Regions from separate parts of the Danio rerio genome. Here region 2 is linked to region 1. A link is a contact called in public Hi-C data. All regions are on one chromosome and are shown on one strand. The core of a region is the stretch at or near the end of the contact, and the rest is flanking DNA. Distances in the headings are between cores, read along the strand shown.

The links. Hi-C and Micro-C count contacts between places; a contact is called where the count stands out from the background.
Region 2: a contact with region 1 is called in a Hi-C map of an unstated tissue, with 4 times the contacts expected there. The contact joins the promoter of tfap4 here to the promoter of crebbpb in region 1. A contact is called at or near these places in 1 of 18 Hi-C or Micro-C datasets (an unstated tissue) and 1 of 4 datasets of contacts at active chromatin or transcription factors (embryo).

Annotation. Positions count from the first base shown.
Region 1 is chr3:10,111,760-10,116,749 of GRCz12tu, forward strand. crebbpb (CREB binding protein b) reads right to left here and starts at 3,231. Exons shown (of 31, transcript NM_001365186.1): 1 at 2,410-3,231. The coding sequence starts at 2,497.
Region 2 is chr3:10,388,175-10,393,516 of GRCz12tu, forward strand. It overlaps tfap4 (transcription factor AP-4 (activating enhancer binding protein 4)), which reads right to left and starts at 3,939. Exons shown (of 7, transcript XM_005168469.6): 1 at 3,558-3,939. The coding sequence starts at 3,646.

The sequences.
Region 1 (4,990 bases), core at 1,981-4,480:
CAGACATTTAAAAAGAATACATTTCAGAGAAGTAATTACAATACCGTCGAACAGTGATATTTTTATCCAAGGTTATCATACCGTCAGGATCTTTTACCCACCCATGCCTCATCACTCCACTTAGAGCAAATGCGTGACTCTTGGCTGTGTGTGACAGTCCTACTAGCCAATTGAGTGAGCACAATTTCGTTCTGTCCAATCAGAATTGCACGACCAAACTTCGGCCATATTTAAAAAAAAAGAAAAAACAAAACAAAAAAAAACAGAAAAGCGCTGACAAGTGGGATTATGGTGTCTGCTGCTTCAGAAGCAATAATAGACAAATTACGATCAAAGAAAAACAGCTTTTGTAATACGGGAATATTTTGGTTTAAGTCACAGACACACAGATTGAGCTAAAGCTTGATGACAAAATTAAATAGTAAATCAAATTGTAATCGCAATATCTGACCAAAAAAAAAAAAAAAACGCAATCAGACATTTTACCCAAATCGCACAGCCCTATTGTGCAGTCCTACTTACAATGGCAAAAGAGAAGAAATTGTGAGATAAAAATAAGTTTTTTTATTCAGTGGCAGCAGCAAAATTTGAGACTTCAAAGAGAAAAAGTCAGCGAAAAAGTTGTGAAAGCAGTAAACTAAGAAAAAAAAAAAAGCGAGAAAAAGAAACAGCTACAGAATTTCTTTCTCTGTGGAAGAAGCCCTTTAAGTTGAAAGGAAGACTGCGAATCACTGCACTGAAGTCTCAGGCAGCAAGCATAGCAGTGTTATTCAGCTGTTTGAAACCTCAACAGATGGTGCATGAAAACTTGCACGCAAAATGGGGATGAAAAGAAAACTTCTGCTTTCTCCAAGACTGGTGTCTATTGTCATCGCATCGACTGCTAGCAGTCCTGCCAGAAAAACACCTCCAGCAGACATACTCGATAGTCACAACTAAATGAATAGCTTGCAAGAAGACGTCACTCAAGAGAGCATATCATGATAAATATCTGAATCTGTGTCATTACATTCCACAGGAGCTCCTGCACATTCAGCAGCAGAACAGCTTCAGAAGTCACCATCAGGCAAATGAAGTAAATTTTAAGACATAAAATTCACTATTACATGTCTAAAAAATACACTTTATGTATATAATTCGATATTCGGGTCACACATTACTTGTGCATACATTTATATATGCACAATTTCTTGGTTGTGAACTCACATGGTAAATAAAGGCCTGGAACTGCAGTCATGCTGAAATGAACAAGGCTGTTTCTGCTGGACAGTAAGACCAGGTTTAGAGCTGAAAATCTAACTTGCGCCCAGTTCCAGAGGATTATTACGGGACATTTAAGTGTCTCGGTTAAACCCGGCTCCGCCTGACAGGAAAAAGCTACAGTGCAATCAAAGATCGTTTGCAGTATTTTACTGATATTAATTGTTATTACTGATATAAATTGTCAAGCCTCTAAATAAAAATCAAACAATACACACTTTAAAAGATACAAACATAAATAATAGTAATGATATAAATTGTAACGTACCAGATTACTTTGACCATTTAGGTCACAAATCATTACTAAAGAGCAATATAAATAAATATTGGTGGCTTATATTTATACCATGATATAATAATTACCCATGTATACATTTAGAAAAATACAAAACCAGTTCATCCTTATTATATCAGAAAATTAACCCTAGTTAGATAAATATGCGATCTTTTTACCGATGTTTACATTTTTTATCTTAATCGGTTTTTATCATCGTTTGCTGATAAATGCCACCATTTTATTGGCATCTAAATAAAACGAAAACACAATATTCAACTGCACAACATGAAATAATACAGTGTTTACTTCACGCAGATGTAACAGTTGTTCATTTTACAGTGAAATGTGAAAGTTTAACATTATAAAAGTTTCATCAGGACGTAAAGGAGAAAATGAGACTCTTTAGGTCACAAACATTTCAGTCAACGTTTGTTAATCGTCTATTGATCGTGGTCATTGTAGTAAATCGGTTCTGCATTGGAGATATCAGAAACATTAGGCGTAAAAATAATATTAATAAGCGCTGGTGATAAAATAAAACACGATATGCTAAATGACTAACAGGACCTGTGAGTTTCTGAAGAACAGGTGAGGTTTATGAAGGATCTGATCAGCCCTGTGGTGATAATGTGAAGGGACTTACCTGGTCATGATCTGGAAGGTGTCTGGTGGGACAGGTATATGAGCCTAGCCTGAGCTGTCTCTTACTGACCACGTGAATGGTTTACCTGCTCCATTTGAAGTTGGAGTAAATGCTTTCTGGGACAGGTGACCTGGTCTACATGAGCGAAGCGGTTCGCCTAGATCTGATCGAGCTTTCTGATGTGCTTCATATTTGACAGATGTGATGATGTGACAGGTGAGCATCTTACCTGGAGTGTCGGAGGAGGATAGGGCAGGTGAGTTCAGTTTGGGCCGCTTTGCGGCGGAGGGACCCATATCCAGTAGATTATCAGCCATCGTGCTCTCTCGCTTCACAAAAAAACACGTCAAAGCAATAAATGCGTCTTCCAAGAGCCCGGGAGGGGGGACAAAGCGAAATAAATCAAATCAAGCCTCGGGTTTTTCTATTATTATTCAGCGATCAGGGGCCAATAATTAACAGATGGGGCTCAAACGCGACTCAACAGCGCCCCGCTCCGCCACCGCCATTCACCCCATGATAATCCAACACCCAAAACCCGCATAATTAACCTTAATGATCACCCCAAACCCCGCGAAAATAAATTATATCATCGTTAAAACCGAAAAATAAACGACGAGGGCGAAAAAACAGCAATCCTGGGTCCTTCAAGTGGTTCGCGTGGGTCTCTTCAAAAAGGCGATTTTCTGCGAATATAAATAAAGACCTTCAAGCTCCATGTCCATCCCGAATCGAATAATCATCGAAGTCCAGAAAGATAAATGAAAATCGGGAGGAAATATTTATTTTTGAATATAGGCGAGTGGCACAGGAGCGCCGCTCGCGCTGAAGGGGGAAATCAGATATACGGGGGTTTTCCAGCCGACCACAAAAACGGCTCCATTACGCTGATTTTCGCCACAAAGATCCTCGATCTGGCCCGAAGCTTGTCGTTTCCGTCGCAGGGAAGCTATTTGGGTCGGTTCCGTTGGAGCCGGCTGCGTAAAAAATAATATAATGCTCTCCCGAAATCCTGACGCTCATTCGCGCAAGATGGCGGCTGTTGATTCCTTCGATACAAAAAGTTTTTTTTTCTTTTCCAGCCAGACTGGAGGGGGAGGGGCTGCGCAGCCACGCCCCTTACGCAAACCGCACGTCACGCGGTTGTAACCAGAGCTGCCGCTAGAGGGGGTGGTTTACATACAAATGGCGTAGATTCAAAATTAAATGCAACCTTATGAGAAATAGTGTATAATTGCAACTAAATGCCATCATACGGTTAACAAGTAGTTAGTAAAATAAAATACAAGTTTCTTGCACTGTATCAAAAGGATTATTCAGTACTAACTGCAGTTTAAATGTGTCAAAAAACAGCATGCAAAAGTCACATGGAAAGGAAGAGTTGAGCCCCAAATTAAACTCGTGTGAAAGTGTGTGTGTGTGTGCAAGATATTGTTAATGTGAACACAGCCAAAAGATAGGTAGATTCACTACAAATCAACAGACAGAAGGCAGACTTCAACACTGTATTTCCCTTTTCATCCATTAGCTCTGATGTAACAGTATGGCACATGCATCTGTATAAATAATACAAAAATTATGTCAACACAGAGAGTAATGCATATGTACAAACAAGAGAAACTTTGTACAGATGAATACAGATTGAGTAAATGGGGGTACATTTCAAGAAATCATAAAAAGAATAATCATACATTCTTGAATTAATAAACACACCCCAGATAGCACACGTACATTTATAAGACATATTTTGAAGATCGTTTGGTCTGGACAAACATCTGATACATGTCATTAAAATGTCTATTTAACAAACATTCTCAATCATAAACATCTTAAAGACATTTTCAACACATCTATGTAACATCTAAAATGAGACATCTAATAGACGTAACACAGATACAATAAATACACAACACACAACAAAGAGACGTCTCTGTAATGTACATATAAAGATGTGCTGTGTACAAAGATCTGATGAATGTCATTATAAGGTCTACAGCAAACATTCTTAATTATAAACAACTTAAAGACATTTTATACACATCTATGTTACATCAAAGATGAGACATCCAATAGACGTAACACAGATGTAATAAAAACGTCTTCCATATGTAAACACACAACAGAGACATCTCTGTGATGTACATACAAAGATGTGCTGTGTATAAATATCTGATAAACGTCATTGAAATGCCTAATTAGCCAACATTCCCGATCATAAACATCTTAAATACATTTTCTATTTTCTATTTTCTACTAAAATTATACTTATATTAATATTATTAATAACTTATATTGTATTAATAGACGTAATGCAGATAATCGTTTGGTCTGGATACCATCTGCTGTGTACAAAGATCTGTTAAATGCCATTAAAATGTCTATTTAACAAACATTCTCAATTATAAACATCTTAAAGACATACACATCTATTTAACATCTAAGAAGAGACATCTAATAGACGTAACACGGAGGTATTAAATATGTCTTCCAGATGTAAGCACACAAAACAAAGAGACGTCTCTGTGATGCATGTACAAAGATCTGATAAATGCTATAAAAGGTCCATTTAACAAACATTCTCAATCATAAACATCTTAAAGACATTTTCAACACATCTATTTAACATCTAAAATTAGACATGATGTAGATGTAATAAATAATGTCTGATGTAAACACGCAACAAATAGACATCTCTGTGATGTGATGTGATGTGATGTACTGTAAGTACAAAGATTAGATAGATGTCATTGAAAGGTCTTTAACAACCATTAGCAATCATAAACATCTCAAAGATGTTTTCAACACATCTA
Region 2 (5,342 bases), core at 2,689-5,188, 280 kb after region 1:
CAGCGCCTCAGCCGCGTCGGGACAAACACAGTGAACAATTGAGCAGCTAACACCAGCTTTCCCTGATCGCTTCCTTACGGCCAACAGCTCAAAACCCAGCAAACAGATCCAGTGCCAAAATCACAGCGAGAGCCAATAGTGGAAGCCAGAGATACGGCCAGATCAGACGCTTTTGCAGGCTTACACAGGAGCACGATGACCCAGCCTTTTTCATGCACAAAAATAAAAAGCTCACAATGTAAACTATGTGTATTTGAGGTGACAGGCTTTGGACTGGATTCATTTAAAGCACAGGTCTCAAACTCAATTCCTGGAGGGCCGCAGCTCTGCACAGTTTCGCTCCATCCCTATTTAAACACAGCTGATCTGACTGACGAAGGTGTTCATGACACTGTTGAACACCTTGACTATTTGGATCAGCTGTGTTTGATAGGGTTGGAGCAAACCTGCAGAGCTGCGGCCCTCCAGGAATTGTGTTTGAGACCTGTGATTTAAGATCTCGTGATATTAAAATACAACTTGTTTAGATGCTAGATTCAAGGATGCCCATAAGCACAGTTTGTCACTTCCACCTAAATGGATCAACGGTTTTATCCACATCGCCTCATACTTCAGTTTCTCATTAAATTTTCTGACCAATCAAATGCTCTTAAGTGTGACATGCCCCGCCTCCAAGACACTTCTCATTTGATGCTCTAGAACTCAACCACTCTCACTGGCAGAGCTGTGATGATAACAAAACGCTATAGGCTGTTTTTGTAAAAGGGGAGGAGCTACAAGATGTCCCACCTTCTCTCCATGTTTCAGTTGTGATTATGTCAAACATTGAATAAAAAAGCACATCATTCATAGCACTTTACAGGACCTTTAAAGCTGCCATTACAATAAACCAACACATGCATTAAATTATTTATTTCATCACTTTAAAAAATATTTGTTGTATTGAATAATTATTAAATAATAATATATTTTTATTAATATTGTACAATAAGCTTGTACCTTTCTTTCCATATATAATGTATAAATTAAATCCCATTGAGCTAGTATTTGATTTATTTGGGTATTTTAATGTGTATAAAATTGGCCAAACTATTTTTATTATTATATTGTATAAGTTATAAGCTTAAGTGCTGTTTGCTTGGCACTACTCATCTCATAATGTCATTCAGCTGTAATCTATTTAAAAGGGGGTATTGAACGACGTATATATGAATTTAAGCTTTTGCTTTGATTGATCAATTAATTACTAAAAACATTAAATGAAATAATATTAATTATTATTAATATTAATTTACATCACAGGCCTTTAATTCTGTTGCTAATTCAGTGTTAACAGACTATTTATAAATATTAAAACTAATAATAATTATATTTTTAAAATAATGATATTTTAAAATAATTATTTGAGCATTATGGGAATTGTAGTTTTTTTATATTCCCGGCCAGCATACAATTCATGCATTTAATTATATATTTTTTAAATTATGGAAAATAATAAATAATTATGCTTTTATTTTAAAATGATTAAACGGGCATTATGGGAATTGTTTTTTATTCCTGAACTCAGTTAGCATACAATTTCAAAATGGCATTTAATTGAAATTAATTGCAAATGCAATAATTAATGCAATTTATTATTATTTATTATCGAAAATAATTAATAATATTTTTAAAATAATAATATTTAAAAATGATTCATTGGGCATTATAGGAATAGTTAGTTTTTTTTATTCCCGACCTCAGTTGGCATACAAATGAAGCGTTTTATTATTATTATTATTATTAATTATTGTACGTTATTACTGTTTTCAAAATAATATTTTAACGATTAAATGAGTGTGCCTAATGTGTCTAATGATTTATTGTTATAGCAGCTTTAAATAAATCTAGTCCAAAGCTATAAAAATAAAAAACAAATTTACTCTATATTCATGCATATATTTATATTGACAAAGATATTCACAGTACCCACAGATCTGTTTTATTAATCTTTTAAACAGCACTAATAAATCTACAAGGTTTAAATTTGTCAGTAGCAATGCATGCAATCAAATTACAAAATATTACTAATACTAATAATAGAAGTGACTATGTATGTTTATTTCACAACACAAGCTTGTGATTCTGTTCGTAATTCAGTTTTAAGACAATTCAACGAAAATAATAAATAATATTAGCAAAAAGCACAACATTTCTAAAATATTCCACTCATATTAATTGCATTTTGATCACATTATAAACAAACTGCTATAAGCGCAAGTTTTGGCTCAAAATTTTCACTATTTAATACCTACTTGAAAACAACCAGAAAAGGTCTTTCTTTATGTTTGCAAAACTGACCACCAATAAATAAATAAAATTGTCGCTAGTTTATTACATATACATTACAACTACAGCAACACTTCTCAAAAAAAGTTCAAACATAGGCTATTAAGTTTGTGTTTCAGACTAGTACATTTGCAAACTTAAGGCACTATTTTATACCTTAGGGTATTTCAATATACATTGATAAATTGCGTGTAAACAACAACCATCAGCTGTTCGTATAACTACAAGCATCATTTGTATGCCAACTGAGGTCGGGAATACAAAAGAACTACATTTCCCAAAACGCCGTGCGCTAATCGGCTCACTTGCCCCGCCCCCTTCTGAGAATGGATCGCAGACGCATTGACGGGGCCTTCCTTCACCAGCATACACACCCCCTTATTAAAATAACACCAGTTATTAATTTACTAACCTCTAAAAACATAAATCCCCACTCACGCTGCGCCGAAATGGACACGTGAAGCGAGTTAACGAAGCACCTCGCCGGCCTAAATTAAAAAACATCGTGTTCACAGATGATTCGGTCCGCCATTACAACAATGCGCGCTTCCTCCGTCCATGCGGCAGCAGCGACGCAGTCCAAAACCCGTCTGAACCCCGTCCCGCCGCAAGCACCAATGCGTTAATCGCTCTTATCGCCCATTTTCACTCAGAAATCCTCGCGCGCGGGGACTTTTAATGCATTATCGCACTGGGGAGAAACACACGACGCCAAATGCACGAGCCACAAGCATGGCCGCGCACTGCCCACAATAACTTAAGCCCCCCAGAACACACTCCAACTAAAACGCAAACGCGCTCCTAGTCTATAAACAAGCACACACGACCACCAATTCACCAGCAAAATCAAAACAGGCCGCGTTTTTTAATATTAATCGCGCGCGCGAGGTGAGCAGCGTGCCGTGTGTGTGTGCGCGCAACCACGTGGTTTGTGTTTGTTAGACACAAAATGCATCGATTTCGCGGAGATATTTCATCGCTAACAGTGACCTGACAGCCTGGTGGGCTTTTATACACCCCTAAGAGGTGAATGGGAGTTAGAAAATCGAGTCTCGCGTGGGTTAGGCGCTGTGTTGAAGCATTGGAGAGGCGCATGTACACAATAACACAGAAATCGTGCACGCATGTTACTCTAGTAGTAGTGCTGTTGCTGCTGCTGTTGGCGCGCGATTAAAGACAAATCGCACACATGTGAACGTCAAGGCAATGTTTTTGGGGTTTTTACGTACCTGCACAAGCCCCCTATGACTTCTTTCTCGGTTTTCCTGAAATGTTGCAAGGAGGGCACCTTCTGAGCTGGTACCATGAAATACTCCATGCTTCCCCTCTTCTCTCCAGCTCTGGCTCTCCTCTGTGGCTTCTTTTCTTCTTCTACTTTTGTTGTTGATTCAGAAACAGACGCGTTACTTTGGGTCTCGTTCTCATGTACGGAGCGGAGGCGCGCGCGTCCTGCTGATTTTGGGCATGAGCGCGTGAGATGAGTGTTGAGTTGTAAGGTTACTCTATTCTTCCAGCTGATGGGGTTCCCTCGTAGTGTGTGTGTGTATGTGTGTGGCGCTCGCTCGCTCTCTTTCCCTCCCTCCTTCTGCCTCTGTGTGTGTGTGTGTGTGTGTGTGTTTGCAGCTGATCGGATGTCTTTCAAGGCGGGAAACAGCTGGTAGGAATCACACACACACACACACACACACACACACACACACACACACACACGGCTCTGCACAACCAAAAAGCCTCCTTCCGCCGAGCAGGAGGACTTGCATGTAAACAAAGGAGAATTGCAACAGCAGTATTTAAACATCGTCCATTTTTGTTCTCCTAAAAAAACCTCTTGAACTGTTACATGCGTATTGCGTGTTGTAATTTAAATGTATTTAAATAGACGCGCCTTGGGCGTATTGTCTGTTGTGCATATACAGAATGCATTGATTGGTTATGGAAATATGTAATATGATGTATAATTTATATAAATATATGTTTGAAATATGTATAGAAATGTATTTATATATATATGTGTGTATATATATATATACACACACACCCATTTAACGTACATTAAGCGAGCATTTTATATTTAAACTAAAAAATTTTGAATGTTAAAATACTAATATTTAATAAATTTAATAAAGCGTTTAAATCTTTGTATATATTATTTTATAATTTATATTGCATAAAAATCAGTTTTATATTTAGTTAATTATCACGGCAATAAAAAAATTTATCTATCTATCTATCTATCTATCTATCTATCTATCTATCTATCTATCTATCTATCTATCTATCTATCTATCTATCTATCTATCTATCTATATATATATATATATATATATATATATATATATATATATATCCAAATACAATATATAATTAATAAAAAATAACAAATATATATATATATATATATATATATATATATATATATATATATATATATACAGTTAAAGTCAAAGTTATTAGGCCCCCTTTAAATATTTAAATGATTTACCCAAATGATGTTTAACAGAGCAAGGAAATGTTCACAGTATGTCTGATAATATTTTGTCTTCTGGAGAAAGGCTTATTTGCTTTAGTTCAGCTTTTTTTAAAACAATTTCAAAATGATTAGCTCCTTTAAGCTATATATTTTTTCGATAGTCTACAGAACAAACCATCGTTATACAATAACTTGCCTAATTACCCAAACCAGCCTAGTTATCCTAATTAACCCAGTTAAGCCTTTAAATGTCACTTTAATCTGTATAGAAGTGTCTTGAAAAATATCTAGTCAAATATTATTTACAGTCCTCATGGCAAAGATAAAATAAATCAGTTATTAGAAATGAGTTATTAAAACTATTATGTTCAGAAATGTGCTCTGCGTTAAAATTGCTTTAAAAATAATACTTTTTTGGTTCATTTAAACAAGACAGATTTAATAGAGACATTTTATATTTTTTGAAATAATAATTTAGTCACCAAACATGTTTAGAAATTGAAAGAATTAAATTGAAGTAAAATATTGCAAAAAAAAAAAAAAT